2 separate regions of the Hordeum vulgare genome follow, and region 1 is linked to region 2. Evidence: chromatin contacts called from public Hi-C data. All regions are on one chromosome and are shown on one strand. Each heading gives the region's core, a stretch centred on a gene start, on an enhancer-like site or on the middle of the called end of the contact. The rest is flanking DNA. Distances are from core to core; before and after follow the strand shown. Region 1 holds the start of LOC123452365 (QWRF motif-containing protein 2-like). Region 2 has its middle 7.9 kb from the start of LOC123398445.

Region 1 (7,037 bases), core at 3,244-5,743, 120 kb before region 2:
CGCTTCATCTGTTGTATCGTAGCCCGGCCTTCTTAGCCTGCTTCTCCAACTTAGCCAATTCAGAACCTGGTGAACCACCACCATGACAAGAGCACCGGAACTTCATTAGACCGCGTCGAGGTATCTTCTTCAAAAGTCATATCGCTCAGCGGGCAACCCAGTAAAGCCTTCAGATTTAGCAGCTGCACCTACGCTCTTCGGTTAGTGAGAGTTAAGAGTAGTGTCAACTACGAGTGCTTGAGCCTCCTGTGACTTGTCTGTACTCGCTGGCCCTGTAGGCTACAGTGCTTTACCTGTTTTTGCCATGATTCAGATGTACATACAGATTACAAGTCTTATGATAGTGCTAGCATATACTGCCGAGTAAGATGGAACTGGACATAGCAGATTGCACTACTTACGTGCATTGATGCAAGTGTGGACAGCAGTTCCCTGGACTGGTCCATTAGAGAACGTTCTTGCATGGCAATTCTGGCGAGGTCAGACACCAAAACACTTGTCCCAGATAGCTGCAGCGTGACATGAGTTAGGCCAAATTAAACAATTAATGAAGCCCCACATAATGAATATTTCACCAAAAATAGTCTTATCGGAACTAGTTGTATGCTCTCTGTACTCTACTAGTTAATATGAAACCCTTCAAACGTGTTTACACGTAACAACATACAAGCTGCAAGAAAGAATTGGCCGTACAATCATGCTAATGTTTGTTAATAATAAGATGCTTGCAACTGCAAAGTGGCATGAATATGGAATCTCTTCAAGTAGCTCAATTATAAAATAAGCTAAAGCAAATGTGCACAGTCGTACGGCTGGACCCTCAGAGAAGGGGCAAAGTTATGTAAGATATTCTGCATTATTCAGAAGCTTGAAGGCCTATCAAAGACGATATGATCTGGGAGATGGTTCACCAAAATCAGCCTAATCAACACAAACAATTGACACCTGATATGCTCCAGCCAATTCAACCATCCGTTCCGAATTGGAAGGCTTGTAAAAACTTATAATGTACCAGGTATGTTTTGTGGGTGTTACAACCATTATTGCGATATAAAATGTATTGGTAGACAAGCAACTGGTAAAAAGGGGTCAGAAAACAATTTGAAGCAAGCAGTACCTTAGCCAGTAAAGAACATATTGAACTTCCTATTGTTTGCATGATATCAATTGCAGAGCCAACGGCATTTTTTACGTCTTGGATATCAGCCTGCAATTAAGGAGGTAGTAAGTAAGGTCTGAAATTTAACAATCAACATAAGAGAAACACATGACAATAAGTTAGCAAAGATGGCATGCTATTCCAACCTTTGCTCCATCGACAGGAAGGCACAGAATGGTGGCAGTTAGAGCTTCCACAATTCCAGATAAAGAATCTGCGTACTCCATCTCTAGTGAAGACCACTCCTCCAAATATGGCATCTATGTCAATCGAATTCGGTCAGGCTTCCAGAGTTATGCAAATTGATAATGAACTTCGATAAAAAAAGGATATTGTTCTAGTATATAAAATGATCTGATGGCTGTGCTGACCAAACTAATTCAGTTGATACCTCTATCACTTCATTAGGTCAAGCTATGAACAGCTAATATGGATGATTGTTAAGCAGTATTCACTTATCAGTTCTGTATATTTGTCCAATATCCCACTGCAGAAGCTACATGCTGATCTTGTTTCCATCTCAACTTCATAGTTATGTGCGATTTACTTAACAGAGGAAATAAGTAACAAAATGGCTCAGTTTGCTACTAAAACCACGATACTTATTATGGGTCGGATGGAGTATTAATTATCACAATCATTATATGAACGAAAAAACTATAATAGTGGATCAATTGTACAAACTGCGACAGGAAATCAGTATTCAAATTATCATGTTTACTGCTAGCTGATCCTACAGTTCTTTCGTGTACTTCTTGCCCTGTTGGCAAAATACTCTTGTTAACTATGCCGGGCAGAAAATGCAGTGGATATTTCAAAATAATGCAATAAAATCATGGGAAATACTGTCTACCTGTCCCTTTAGAACCGTCATGAGTTTCCAATTGTTTCGGAATAATTGTAGCTGTAACCTTTTAAGAGCAACAGATTTACGCATGCTTAGGGTAGTAATCCATGCATCACATAGGTCTTTCTGGTAAAAGAAAAGAAGAAATGTCAGCAAAGTAACAAACAAAGAAAAAATAGCAGAAATGATGACACTTGTCTGCTAGTCATCTGGCCAAAATGAATCCTTGTTTCTAAATGTACTTTTTATTAAAATATCTATTTCGCGACTTCAGTTAAGCACTAAGATAATAAAGTTCAGAGAATTCAACTAGTTCATGTATGAATGCGCATTTCAAACTTCAATTCTTAAATCATCATAATTTCAGCATTAAATATGATATCACATATGTTTCGAAATATAGTGTGTTTTACTGTCCAAATCTATGCTTTGGCAAACAATTAATCCAATAGCAAGTAGGTTATGTTACACAAATTTGATACCACTGGATTTGTATTCAAAAGCATTCCTTATCATTCCGAAACAGAAGGAGAACACCATCAGAAGTTTAAATATATTGATACTTTTTTCGTTTACGGCTCCAGCATACGGAAGGGATTTCAAAGCTCTGTCTGTTCTTTCTTTTATCCTGTCACTATCCTATATATTTGGTGCAAGAACTATTTTTCAGCTGAATAAGATCTGGTAACATGCTTGAATCTTATTGACAATTACACATAAATAGACCAGTTATCTTTAGTGTGAAAGCTGATCCCAATAAAAATTGCACGCGGCTATAGATATTCTGCACTATGTGATAAGCTATTGCATGGAAAATGCATGGGAGTTACACTAATATTACATGGAATCAACTCTTGCTATAAGAGAACTGTAAGCCTGTTGCCATAAAGTTTTGTAACCCATCTGTTAAAACTTAGTTGCCCTTTACACACTAAATATAAATGAAACAAGATTGCCTTATATACACACATGAATTATCAACTTCTAATTCTTAACATTTGACAATGAGAAAATAATACAGGATATGGCAATAATATCAAATAAGCATACTGATTAGACACTTGGTATACCCAAGATTTGTGATTTTATCGATTAACAGACACACTAACCTCTGCAGTCATCTTCTGTGAAGCAAGTGCGGCATCAGCCTGCGCATTTACACACCGCCACTGCAAATGTCGATTGCACAAGATTCTCAATAGGTGCTCCCCATCAACCTTGCTGCCCCCAGCCCACCTCCTCTTCGCTTGACCATCAATACCGTAACCAGATGAGCTTCTTCCCTGTTGATCCCACGTTGATGCACTCGACCCCATGGAATTCCTTGGGCGGGATGGACTTGACATTCTCCTCGATGAATTGCCCACAAGCTTACTTGGTGAAGACTGCCGAACTGGTCTGTTGAGTGGAGACGAAACAAAGCCATTCAACAGCGACTTCTTGACCGGCGCTGACCTTGGTGACAATGCCAATCCAGAATTATGTGTCACGTAGGGTGTGCCTGGGTCTGCAAAGCGATGCATCCTGCTGCCAGCTGCATCATGCAAGAACCGTGCAGGCACACTCATCCCCTTTGTTGATGGGCGTGCTCTGTGAGCAACCCCATTGCTGGCATCCTGGGACTCGGAATTGCTCCCTGACGACAAGCTCTCTGTGTCCGATGACATCAAGTAGTCCCCGCTGTCAAACGAGGTGCGGCGCACCCCGTCGTCGAACGCCATGGACTGCCGCAGCGATCTGACGGCGGCCAGGACAGCGGCGCCCTTCTTGTCCAAAGAGCAGTCCAGGCTCTTGGTGAGCGGATTCCCCTCGAACCCGTGTGCCGACATTGGCCACCTCTGGTGGGTATGGCCCCCTTCGGACCCCTTGGCCCTCTCCGGCACCGCGCCCGCGGCAGGCCGCCTCCTCTCCGGCGTGGTGGAGGCCACCGGGGGCGCCGCGGGGCGTCGCACCGGCGACGGGGACGTGGCCGGCTTGGCCTTGCTGGTCTCGAGGAAGTAGGAGCGGCCCTGGAAGGCGACGGAGAGGCTCCTGGTGGTGGTGGTGGTGGCCCCGTTGGGCCCTGCGGCGTCGGCGGCGGCGGCATTGCCCCCCGCCGGTCGCGGCCGGTCGACGGACGAGGAGCGCCTGGGCAGCGGCGACGCGAAGCGGCGGGAGGGCGTGGAGGCCGAGGTGGAGTTGGAGGAGGAGGTGGTGGTGGTGGATGTGGAGGTGGAGGTGGAGGTGGACTTGGAGGAGGGCGCGAGGAGGTAGCGGGAAGGGACGGCCTTGGGCCTGGGCCGGGCGGCGGCATTGGCGTTGGTGGATTTGGACGGGGAGAGCGCGGAGGCGGCGCGGCGGCGGTGCGGCGACGGCGACGGGTTGGGCCGGGGCGCGGCCGCCGCTGCCCCGGCGGCCCCCATGGCGGCGGGATCTCGCGGAATCTCGGCGCCGGGGCTTGGCGTGGGGTTTGGGGTTTCAAGATGGGAGCAGCGGCAGCAGCAGCAGCGTCCGGGGCGCTTCGGGGGGGAGAGTGAGCTCGTGAGGCCGATTGAAACGAGAGAGGGGGGAGGGGAGGCGAGGGGTAAAAGGGTAAAAGTAGGGAAAGTGCCGGGGTGGGGTGGGGTGGGATAAAGGGCGTGGTGGTGGGTACGGGACGGGCCGGACGTGACGCCGGTGATGGGCAGTGGCCATGCGTCGCCGCCGCCGGCGGCGTCAATCCGTTCCGTCCCCGGCTTTTTTTTTTAAATCCGCGGCTCTTCCTTCCTTCCGACGGGGTTTGGTATGGGCCACGTTTTCCTCGGCATGGCGTACAGTATAACGGGATCGTACGTTCATTTGTCGTTTTTTTTTTTTTGGACTGTGGTTCATTTTTGTCTTTGGTCTTCCGCAAAACAAAACGAAAAAGAAAATATATTTTTTGTCTTTGGTCACTGCCTCACTGGGAAACGACCTATGAAACTACGCCACACATCGCATGCACAATGAAACATAGGTTGATCCGGATTGCTAAATCTCAATCGACTAGGAATTAACGAGGTGTCAGTCGATGCTGTATTAACGACATGTTAGAATGGAGATCCGTGTAAAATTGTTTGTTCATTTCTCTAGCTTCTTTTTATACGGGGTGCCACTCGAATAAGACTTGGTTAAAGCATCTATACATAGGATAGGCAAATCGGAGTCATATGTGTCCGCGTGGCCAGCTGGCCGCCATATTCTACATGAATTTACATAGTTTGAATCAAATAACATAATTTGGACCGAATAAAATAGCATAGTTATTACAAGCCGAATAAAAATAACGTAGTTCTCACATAGTTTTGCAAACGAATAAAAAAAAAATCTATTGGTTGCCAACATGAGTACACATATACTCAACCAAATCATTTTGCAATTGCACGTGAGTTTCTCAATCACCCATGTCTTGATGAAATTAGGTGAACTGTTCAAACGTTGCCGCTCATCCATGCTCATGCAAAACATTCTCACCCTGAAACTGGAACCCTTGATCGTACAGACGTTCCGGGCGCTCGTCTTCTATGATCATATTATGCATGATCACACAAGCAGTCATCACCTCCCACAGTTTCTGCATGCTTCAGGTATTAGCAGGATACCGGACGATGCCCCATCGAGATTGCTGTTAGGGCATATTTTGTTCTAAGTAGTTTTGATGATTGATGACAACACCTCTGCGGACTAATCGTGTGCATTGAGCATTTCAGATAATACATCACGGGGCACAAGATGACTCGTCGCCCCTCGGTGTTGTTGGAGCACGGTGTTTCTTACGGTTCTCTTTGGTAGTGTTGAGTAGTAGGAAAGCCGTACTATTAAGAGGGGGTCCGCGTCGGAAAGGTTTGGGTGGAATCAACTCACACACGCGCACATTTTCTTTCCATCACTTTCTCTTTGCTGCAATGGAGCACCCGCTCGATCTTTCGTAGCCGTTGCAAAGGGTCCAGCGGTAGTACCGCTCATGCGGAGCGGTAGTACCGCGAGCTGAGCGGTAGTACCGTTCCAGTCGAGCGGTACTACCGCTTGGGGACGGTAGTACCTCCCTCTCTGAGCGGTTGTACTTCGTCGGACTTTTTGCGAATACTTTTCCAGCGGTGGTAGGCTCAGTAGTAGTATTTCTACTACCGTGGCTTTGTGTCAGCCTAGCGGTAGTACCGCTCAGTCCTGGCGGTAATACCGCTGGGGCTTGCGGTAGTACCGCTTCCTCCAGGCGGTAGTACCGCTGCTCCCCACTATACAAAGGGTTCACCTACCTCACAAACCCTACCTTTGACCCTCCAAGACTTCATTGTTGCTCCCTAAGCTCATATGTGCCCGATCTCTCTCTCTAGCCAATCAAACTTGTTGATTTCCTAGAGATTGGTTGAGAAGGCCAAGATCTACACTTCCACGAAGAGAAAATTGATTCCCCCCACTAATCCCTTGCGGATATTGTTACTCTTGGGTGTTTGAGCACCCTAGACGGTTGAGGTCACCTCGGAGCCACATTCCATTATGGTGAAGCTCCGTGGTCTTGTTGGGAGCCTCCAAGCTTTGTGTGGAGATAGCCCCAACCTTGTTTGTAAAGGTTCGATCGCCGCCTTTAAGGGCACCTATAGTGGAATCACGGCACCTTGCATTGTGTGAGGGCGTGAGGAGAATACGGTGGCCCTAGTGGCTTATTGGGGAGCATTGTGCCTCCACACCGCTCCAACGGAGACGTACTTTGTGTCAAAGGGAAGGAACTTCGGTAACACATCCTCGTCTTCATCGGTTCCACTTGTGGTTATCTCTTACCTTTACATTGTGTATGCTTTTGTTGTAGAGTATTTCTTACTTGATTTAGTGGTCATAGTAGGTAGCATCATATAGGTTGCTCACCTAGTTATTATTTTAGAGAACTTTTATGTTGCTAACCCTAACTTGTTAAGAAAAGCTAGAAATTAGTAGTTATCTATTCACCCCCCCTCTAGTCAACCATATCGATCCTTTCAATTGGTATCAGAGCCACGTCTCTTTATTAAGGGTTTCACCACTCGAAGAGTATGGATG
Region 2 (7,465 bases), core at 4,195-6,694:
CGGGCGCCGGCACGGAAGTGCATAGCCCCACGATGGGAAAGCGCCTCGACGTCAAGAGGAGCGTCCCGAAGCCACGCCGAATCGTCGACGATGAAGGAGAGAGCGCCGAAGAAGATCTGGTGACCCATGCTCGAATCTCCACCGGACGACATGACGAAAGGAAGTAGTTGCAAACTCGCCGTAAGTCGCTTAGACGCCTACCCCACGGTGGGCGCCAGGTGTCGTGGGTATAAGCCTGACAGTAGATGTGTAGGGTACGAAAAGGATGGGTAGAGTCCTAGCTACGGCGAGATTGTATGAGTTCAGGCCCCTCTGTAGTGGAGGTAATAGCCCTACGTCTCAGTGCTCAGGGAGCTTGTTGTCGAGTGGAATAGGGAATACAATGAGTTGCTAACCCCTCTACCAGCAGGGGAGGGTGGCTTATATAGAGTGCGCTGCCCTCCACAACGGTTCCGGTACAGGGGTGGAGTAGTGGCGATTGAATGCGTACGTTACAGGTAACTTACGCCCTAAATGCTAATAAATGCATCTGGAAATGTACGACCGTTTCCCTCCAGGGGGTTACGATGTACCGAGTGGTATCCAGTCGGTTAGCTTGATATCCTCCGAATGCTAGTCTCCGACTGGAGGATCGAGGGCATGTTACCGACTGGATGATAGGGACTTCTTAATTCAGTCGGAGCTGACTAAGGGCCTTGTCCTTTGTGAGGGGTAGTCCTTGGGTAGGACCTACGGGGCAGGCTTATGACCCTACCCTAGGACTATAACCCCATCACCCCCATCATTTCACATCTCGCCGCCAGTGGCTGCTCCTTGCACGTGGTTGTACGTGCAAGCTCAGATATGCAAGAGGTATTGGGAGATGAGCATGTCATTGTCGTGGAGCCACGTGCACCTCCCCAATAACTAGCACCTCTCCTCGGATCATGTGTTGATCCTACCTGTCCCGGCGAATGGTCGAGCCCGTCGGGAGGAGATCCATCGCTGCCACGCCCACCAGTCGTCGGACCTCGTCAATGACCGCTGGTATGCCTGTCAATCGCATAGTATCTCTTGGGTTGCATCACGCGCACGGTGGTAGTAGTAAAGCATAGATGAGTCCAAGCTTGGGGCGCACCATGGCCGGTCGTGTCGGCGTCACGCCGCCTTTTCGCGCCCGTGCGTGAGGATGAGGATAACTTCTCCGCGTCTGCGTGTGTGAACAGTCATGCTCCACCCCACTGCCATGTCCACTGGCGACAAAATTTCGTGTTTTGACTTTTTATAAAAGTTAATCCAGATCAGTTCCTAGTTTAAAGAAATTTTAGAATTTGATCCTTTCCCTATCGTGGAGGTCTATGACGATAGGGTATCTTTCCTCTTTCCCTAATAATAAAGCACGGAGTGCTTCTGCCGTCCGTCGTCGCACTTTTGCACAAAAGCCCCTACATTCTATCAAAATAGACCCACGGTCCTATAGTAACCGGAAGAAAACGTTTTGTTCTTGTTTTTTTGTAAAAAGAACCATGGGAAGCTGCCACTCCGCCGCTCGCGTGCACGGCAGCGACCGCCCATCCCCCTGCTCTCCTCTTCCCCTCGTTGCCGACCCGCTCCACTCTGGCGGATCTCTCTTGTGCGGCAACGGTCGACGGGAGCCGGATCTGGATGGATCCGGTCCACTGGAGGCAGATCTGGCAGCGGTGCATCAAATCCGGCAACATGATGAGCAGACGAGGCCAGGGACGGAAGAGGTCAGCCGGATCCGACGGTGACTGGACTAGGTAGGGGCGGCGGCGTCCTGTGTTCAGTAGAAAAAACGAGAGAGAGAGGTGTTACTGGAAGGAGAAGGAACCAAGGGGAAAGAAGGACCAGAGAGGGATGAAACGAGGTTCGGGCGTGTTCGCCAGCGGCGGCGGCAACTAGCCGCTCCTGAGCATTGCGGCGCTCAAGAACTAGAGCTGTTGTTGAGGCGTCCATGATGGAGACGGGATCCAACGGCGGCACTCCGGATCTGGTGGTCTGAAACTGGAAAGAGGCATCGGCCTGCATGCATGCACCCGATAGAATTAGAACAAGAGCCACACAAACAGAGGGGAGGGGAGGGGAGGAGACGGGATGGGATCTAGCTGGGAACGAACCTCGTCGGACAGCCTCGCAAATCTCGCTAGCTGCGGGTGTTGAATTGAAGCAAACAACATGCTGGTGGCGGTCGTTGATGCATCCGTTCTAGCGGGCAGCCTGGGAACGAACCTCGCTGGCTGCAGGTGCTGAAGCAAACAACATGTATGTCTGTGCTTAATCGGTGGATGCATTCAGTGAAGACGAATAGATAAGCTTCAAAGCGAGTGGGTGGAGTTACACGCGATGCCTGATGGGTGTACGAATGAAAAAACATTTCAAATAAAAACTAAATAATTAAATTCATTAAAATTCAAATATTTTGATTATTTTATAAAATACTTTAAATGAATTATAAACTCACAGTGAGTATGTAAGGGCATTTCTAATTCTAATCGTCAAAACGCTCGCAATCGTCCAGATCGTGAGGTTTGGACCTGACGTGTTTTGCCATTCAGTGCGTGTCTATATCAATCTGACGACCGCTTCAGACCTACTTTCCCCCGCAATCCGGAACAAACTATGGGGGTCCGGGTCGTTGCCATGCTCGATTCTGACTGCCCTAGCCCATCCAAAAAGCCCTCCCTTGCCCTCGTCCCTTCCCGCCCGATGCCGTCAACTTTGTTCCTAAGAACCAGTGTCGCATTCATGTTGACTTAGAGCAACCCGACCTCTCACTGGCGTTCTACGTTGAAGTGGGTCGGGTCGAGAGCACCGCCTGCACCGTTTCCGGGTACACATGACTCCTCCACGTTCAAACTACATGCCAAGATTTCGCCACCCTACATTAAACATGTGTGGTTGCCGAGGAACCTACTTCAACGTCACCCGTCCGTTTGTTTGCCGCCCACCATTAACTGCCTTGTTGCTTGCCATGTCATCCACCGACTATTTAAACTCCGGCCCTAGCCATGGAACGTGGGATTTGGTGTTGGGCTGGTTGCAGTGCCTCTCTTCGTTTTTAAATATAAGACCTTTTAGAAATTTTAGTATGGACTACATACAGAGTAAAATGAATGAATCTACACTCTAAATTATGTCTACATACATCTGTACGTAGTTCATAGTCGAATCTCTAAAAGGTCTTATATTTATAAACAAAGGGAGTATATATTTAATGATGGACACATCATGTTTCCCCGTAGCAACGCACGGGCATTTGTGCTAGTAACAACCTATAGACGATGACACGGGCAGTAGGAAACTTATCCACGACAGTGCGACGCACCTCTACCGCTAAATATGTTGACGGTAGCCTATATAACCCTACGACCAAGGTATCAGACGGTAGGTGCGAACACACATTGTGTCAAATACTTTAATTTTTTATTGAAAGGCATACATCCCTATCATCAGAATCCTCGACGATAGGCTATTATACCCTACCGTCATAAAGCCCGGTGGTAGAAGGATCAGATCCCAAACTTTTTAGACATTAGAATCACATTTGAATCAATTTTCATAAAAGGATCAAAACATAAATTTAGCCTCCACTCGCTACACTTCATCCATGTGTCTAATGCGTTCACTAGGGTAGTACTAGTGCATGGCCTAGAACTGGAAAAAATCCTGGTTTCAGAAGTTTAGAATAGTATCTCTAAAGGGGCGTCAGTAATACGTAGGAGCTTGCATGTGAGACCAACTCTAACGCACACCCCAAAATTGTGTGGGTCTCTTCGTTTAGGCCCAAATGGATGGACGAGATGGCCTAACGTAATTTGAGTCTCTTCGTTTGGGTTCAAACGGACAACCAAAATGATTCAACACGTATTTGATCCGCGTTCGTCTCGGTCCCGCGTGGCAGCCGCCCACCTATCTCTCACCGCCGGCCTTTACGGCGCACGTGCAGGCGGGCCCTCCTATCAGCCATCGAGCGCCTCTGGTCGTCGTCCTTTTTAATGTGGAAGTCGAGGGCCAGCCACTCTACAAACTCTTGAGCCATCGTGCCTCCTCAAAGCCTAACACGTCCGTGCCCATCCCTAGCTCCGGCGCCTCCTCTCCTTCACCTTGTCGGTGGCAAAATGAGTTGGCACTGGATCATCGCTCGCAAGGAGAAGCACGACTACGAGGCCGGGTCTTCCTCCGATCGCCGCTCCTCCTTCACCCCCACTGTTTCACATCTCACCGCCGGTGGCTGCTCCTTGCACATGACCGTACGTGCTAGCTCAGATATGCAAGAGGTATTGGGAGATGAACACGTCACTGTCGTGGAGCCACGTGCACCTCCCAGTAACTAGCACCTCTCCCCGGTTCGTGTGTCGATCCTACCTGTCCCGACGAACGACCGAGCCCGTCGGGAGGAGATCCGTCGCTGCCACGCCCACTAGTCGTCGGACCTCGTCAATGACCGCTGGTATGCCATAGACTCACCTCTATGGGATACTTGGTTCCGCGAGGAGGACGACGTGCGGTGGCAGCCGTGCTTTGCCGACCGTCCAGGTGAACGCCCAGCCCATCGTGCGCGCGCTCCCAGCCCGCCCCAGCCACACGCGGAGGCTGGTTCACGGCCTCACACCAAGCCCGCCGCAGTCGTCGCCACCCTAGAGCTGGAGATGGTGGAGATGATAGCCCTTTCCGTGGTTGACAACGTTGCCATCCCACAGCTGGAGATGGCCTTCAAGGAGGCCGTGGAGGAGCAACCTTTTTGTGGAGCATCCTGTGACCGACGTCTGAAACCTTTCCATGGAGGAGCTCACATGGTTGGCCAGTGGTGGCCATGGTCGGCTGCCGCGTCGGAGATGGCTAATTGGGTGGGTGCGAGCCTTGGATGCCCACGCCGCCACGGTCACTGTTCGCGTCGCATGAGAATGTGGTGCACGCGTCTCCGGCCATGATCCACTGTAGACGCCTCTGGTCCACCTCTGGACGTCTTCGCCGTACGTCGACCTCACCGTGGACAACAACGACGACGCTTGAAGACGGCGGTGGCAGCAACGACGGCAACAACCGGTGGTGGCATTAAAGTTTTTTAGTAATGTTTATTGAAGCGGACATGGACTTCTAATAATTAAATAATTTTTAATTATGTTTTTATCTTTGTATTATAAAATGTGTGGCAGTCTTTTTTCTTAGTCATGCGATGCCGATTATTTGCTATGCGGCCCTCAGGCCGACGTCCAAAACCGGACACAGACCTCTGTTTTGCCGTCTTAAACGACGACATGTGAATGAAAAAACGTTTATTTGAGATGATGCTTTGGAGTTAGCCTCATTGATTGTTCACCGGTTTGCGTATGCGCTAGCTGTATTTTCCATTTCGGCAACGAGTTGCACGCGACTAGAAGCCCACAATAGGCACTGCGAGATCTTCTGTAGCCTATCGCATATAGGCATGTCTGTCCGGTGTGGGATCGTGATGGGAGAGTCTGAGATATCTGAGCCAGTGAACACGCTTGCGCGTGGAACTTTTGCATCCTGCTCCGCCAGTTGGATCTTCGACTAAGTACCAAATGGATGTCGTACGGCTCGTGTGTAGTAGTGGCACCCTACTCGGAAGTTGTGGTCGTGGGAGGTGGGTTCTTGTCGACCAACTAAACACGTTCGGAATCATCATGCACGGCCTCCACTGGTGCCGAACGATGGTCCTCATTGACTTGCTTAATTATCCAGGGTCGCAGGCTGCTGTCGCCAATGGAACTCAACTCCTCAGTATATAACCATTTTATGACAAGTATTTTCGAACCGGAGGGAGTACTAAGGAAATGCTGCTCACATTCCGTGGTTCTATTTGTGGTTACCGGAGCATCTGAGCGCCCAATCATTCTACCGTCGTGTTCTTGTTTCAGGCCCCTTTTTGTTCATTGTGACACCAGCAGTTCCCTGTTATCCAGGCCTAATCCCCTGCGTAAAATATCCTGGACGTGATGCCAAAGTCACCATAGAGTAACAAATCTGTGGGCCGATGCTAATGACAGAAGGATTGATGTTACTGCTGGCAGTGTTTAGAGTCGTTGAGGACCCTTTTGTGGTTATAAATAAAACGCATTCATGTTCCCCGCAAAAAAAGAACACATTGGTGTCCGCGTTCAGTTCCAGCTAAGATCAATGGAGCTCACTTGTTGTTGTTGAGCACGGATTTGGTTCATTCCCCACACGAAAGTCATTTTCTCAAGAGCGTGCGCAACTGTGCACAGTTGTCTCGCTCTCTGTCTCGTTCTCCCCCGTCTCTGTCTGAACCAACAAGATAAGCTCACAATCACCTCATATTTTTCGATAAAACAATCCACCTCATGTTTGTTTGTGTTTGATCAATTCGACCACAAAAGGCTAGCTGCAACACGCATGTATATTGATTCTTCGCAAAAAGGTCAAAGACCACGACTTCTATCCTTTCCTCGGCGCCTCGATCTTCGGCAGTCGAGTCCACAGATTCGCCTGCCCTTCCCATGCCATTCTGGCAGCCTCGGCTCTCTTCCTCCATGAGTTCATACGCTAGGACGAAGTCGGCAAAGCTCAGGCATAGGTTCTTGTTGGCTCCTCGGAGCGGCAAGGTTAGGGGTTTCACGTTATGGGTATGCAACGTCGATATTTGGTGTAAGGTGTTCACGATCTATTCAAGGGTTCAATTGTGATAGTGGCTCTCGGGTGTTGGTCCATAGGGACAAATACACAAAAAACCTTATCGACTATCATCGAAATGGCCAGGATGGCTCCGATCAGGGAGCAATGACAACGTCATGTAGGCGGCTTGTTTTAGGGTCAGAAGTGGTCGTTCTGTGCTGTAGGAACTTTCATGTAATTTTATTATGTTTGCTTTGGGGAAAATCAGTGTCCTTTTTTTGAGTAAATAGGCAATTTTTCAAGTAGACTAATCCATGAAATAATTAGTAACATTGGCATTGACTAGGTTCATGACATACTGATCACGGAGTATACTAGCAAGTACTACGCATATAGCAGAAACATCTACGCATATAGACAATACTACTAGTGCAGACAGAAACAGGAGAGAGATAAACATATCATACCCTCCGATCGGCCAATTGGCTGTAGCAGTAGCGGTGGCGGCGGCAGTATCCTCTGCCGCCTTCTTCTCGGCTTCGGCCTTCTCGCGGACGAGACGGTCAGCTTCGCTTGGTGAAGACATGGCGATGACGAGGGCGACGCGGACGTAGACGAAGCAGACAGACGGAGGCGAGCAGTCGCGTGATCGCTCCCCAAAAACCTAATTCCCCCTCTCCCGTACAGGAACCGGAGAGGCGGGGTTTCGGAGGCCTGCTCTCCCGTCGACCGTGTACGCGGTAAACGGGACGGAGTCGCCGGCGGCAACTGCAGTCAAGGAACGAACGCGTGAGGCGGATGTGATCTGATTCTCGTGACGGCTAGGGTAGGCGATAGCCTGCTTATAAAGGCGGCTGGGTGGAGAGAC

Evidence for each region. A called contact is a pair of places that touch in the nucleus more often than the background predicts.
Region 1: a contact with region 2 is called in a Hi-C map of leaf, with 4 times the contacts expected there. The contact joins the promoter of LOC123452365 here to the enhancer-like site in region 2. A contact is called at or near these places in 2 of 6 Hi-C or Micro-C datasets (both in leaf).

Annotation. Positions count from the first base shown.
Region 1 is chr5H:532,050,068-532,057,104 of MorexV3_pseudomolecules_assembly, reverse strand. LOC123452365 (QWRF motif-containing protein 2-like) reads right to left here and starts at 4,493. Exons shown (of 6, transcript XM_045129016.1): 1 at 3,116-4,493; 2 at 2,013-2,132; 3 at 1,306-1,419; 4 at 1,118-1,207; 5 at 402-509; 6 at 1-293. The coding sequence starts at 4,408. The coding sequence ends at 228.
Region 2 is chr5H:531,930,695-531,938,159 of MorexV3_pseudomolecules_assembly, reverse strand. No RefSeq gene overlaps it. Among protein-coding and RNA genes, the nearest start is that of LOC123398445, 7.9 kb to the right of the region's middle. Within about 2 kb of position 5,444, at least 3 of the 3 cell types and tissues checked have open chromatin away from gene starts, as enhancers often do. A contact at or near this core is called in leaf, where this site is marked.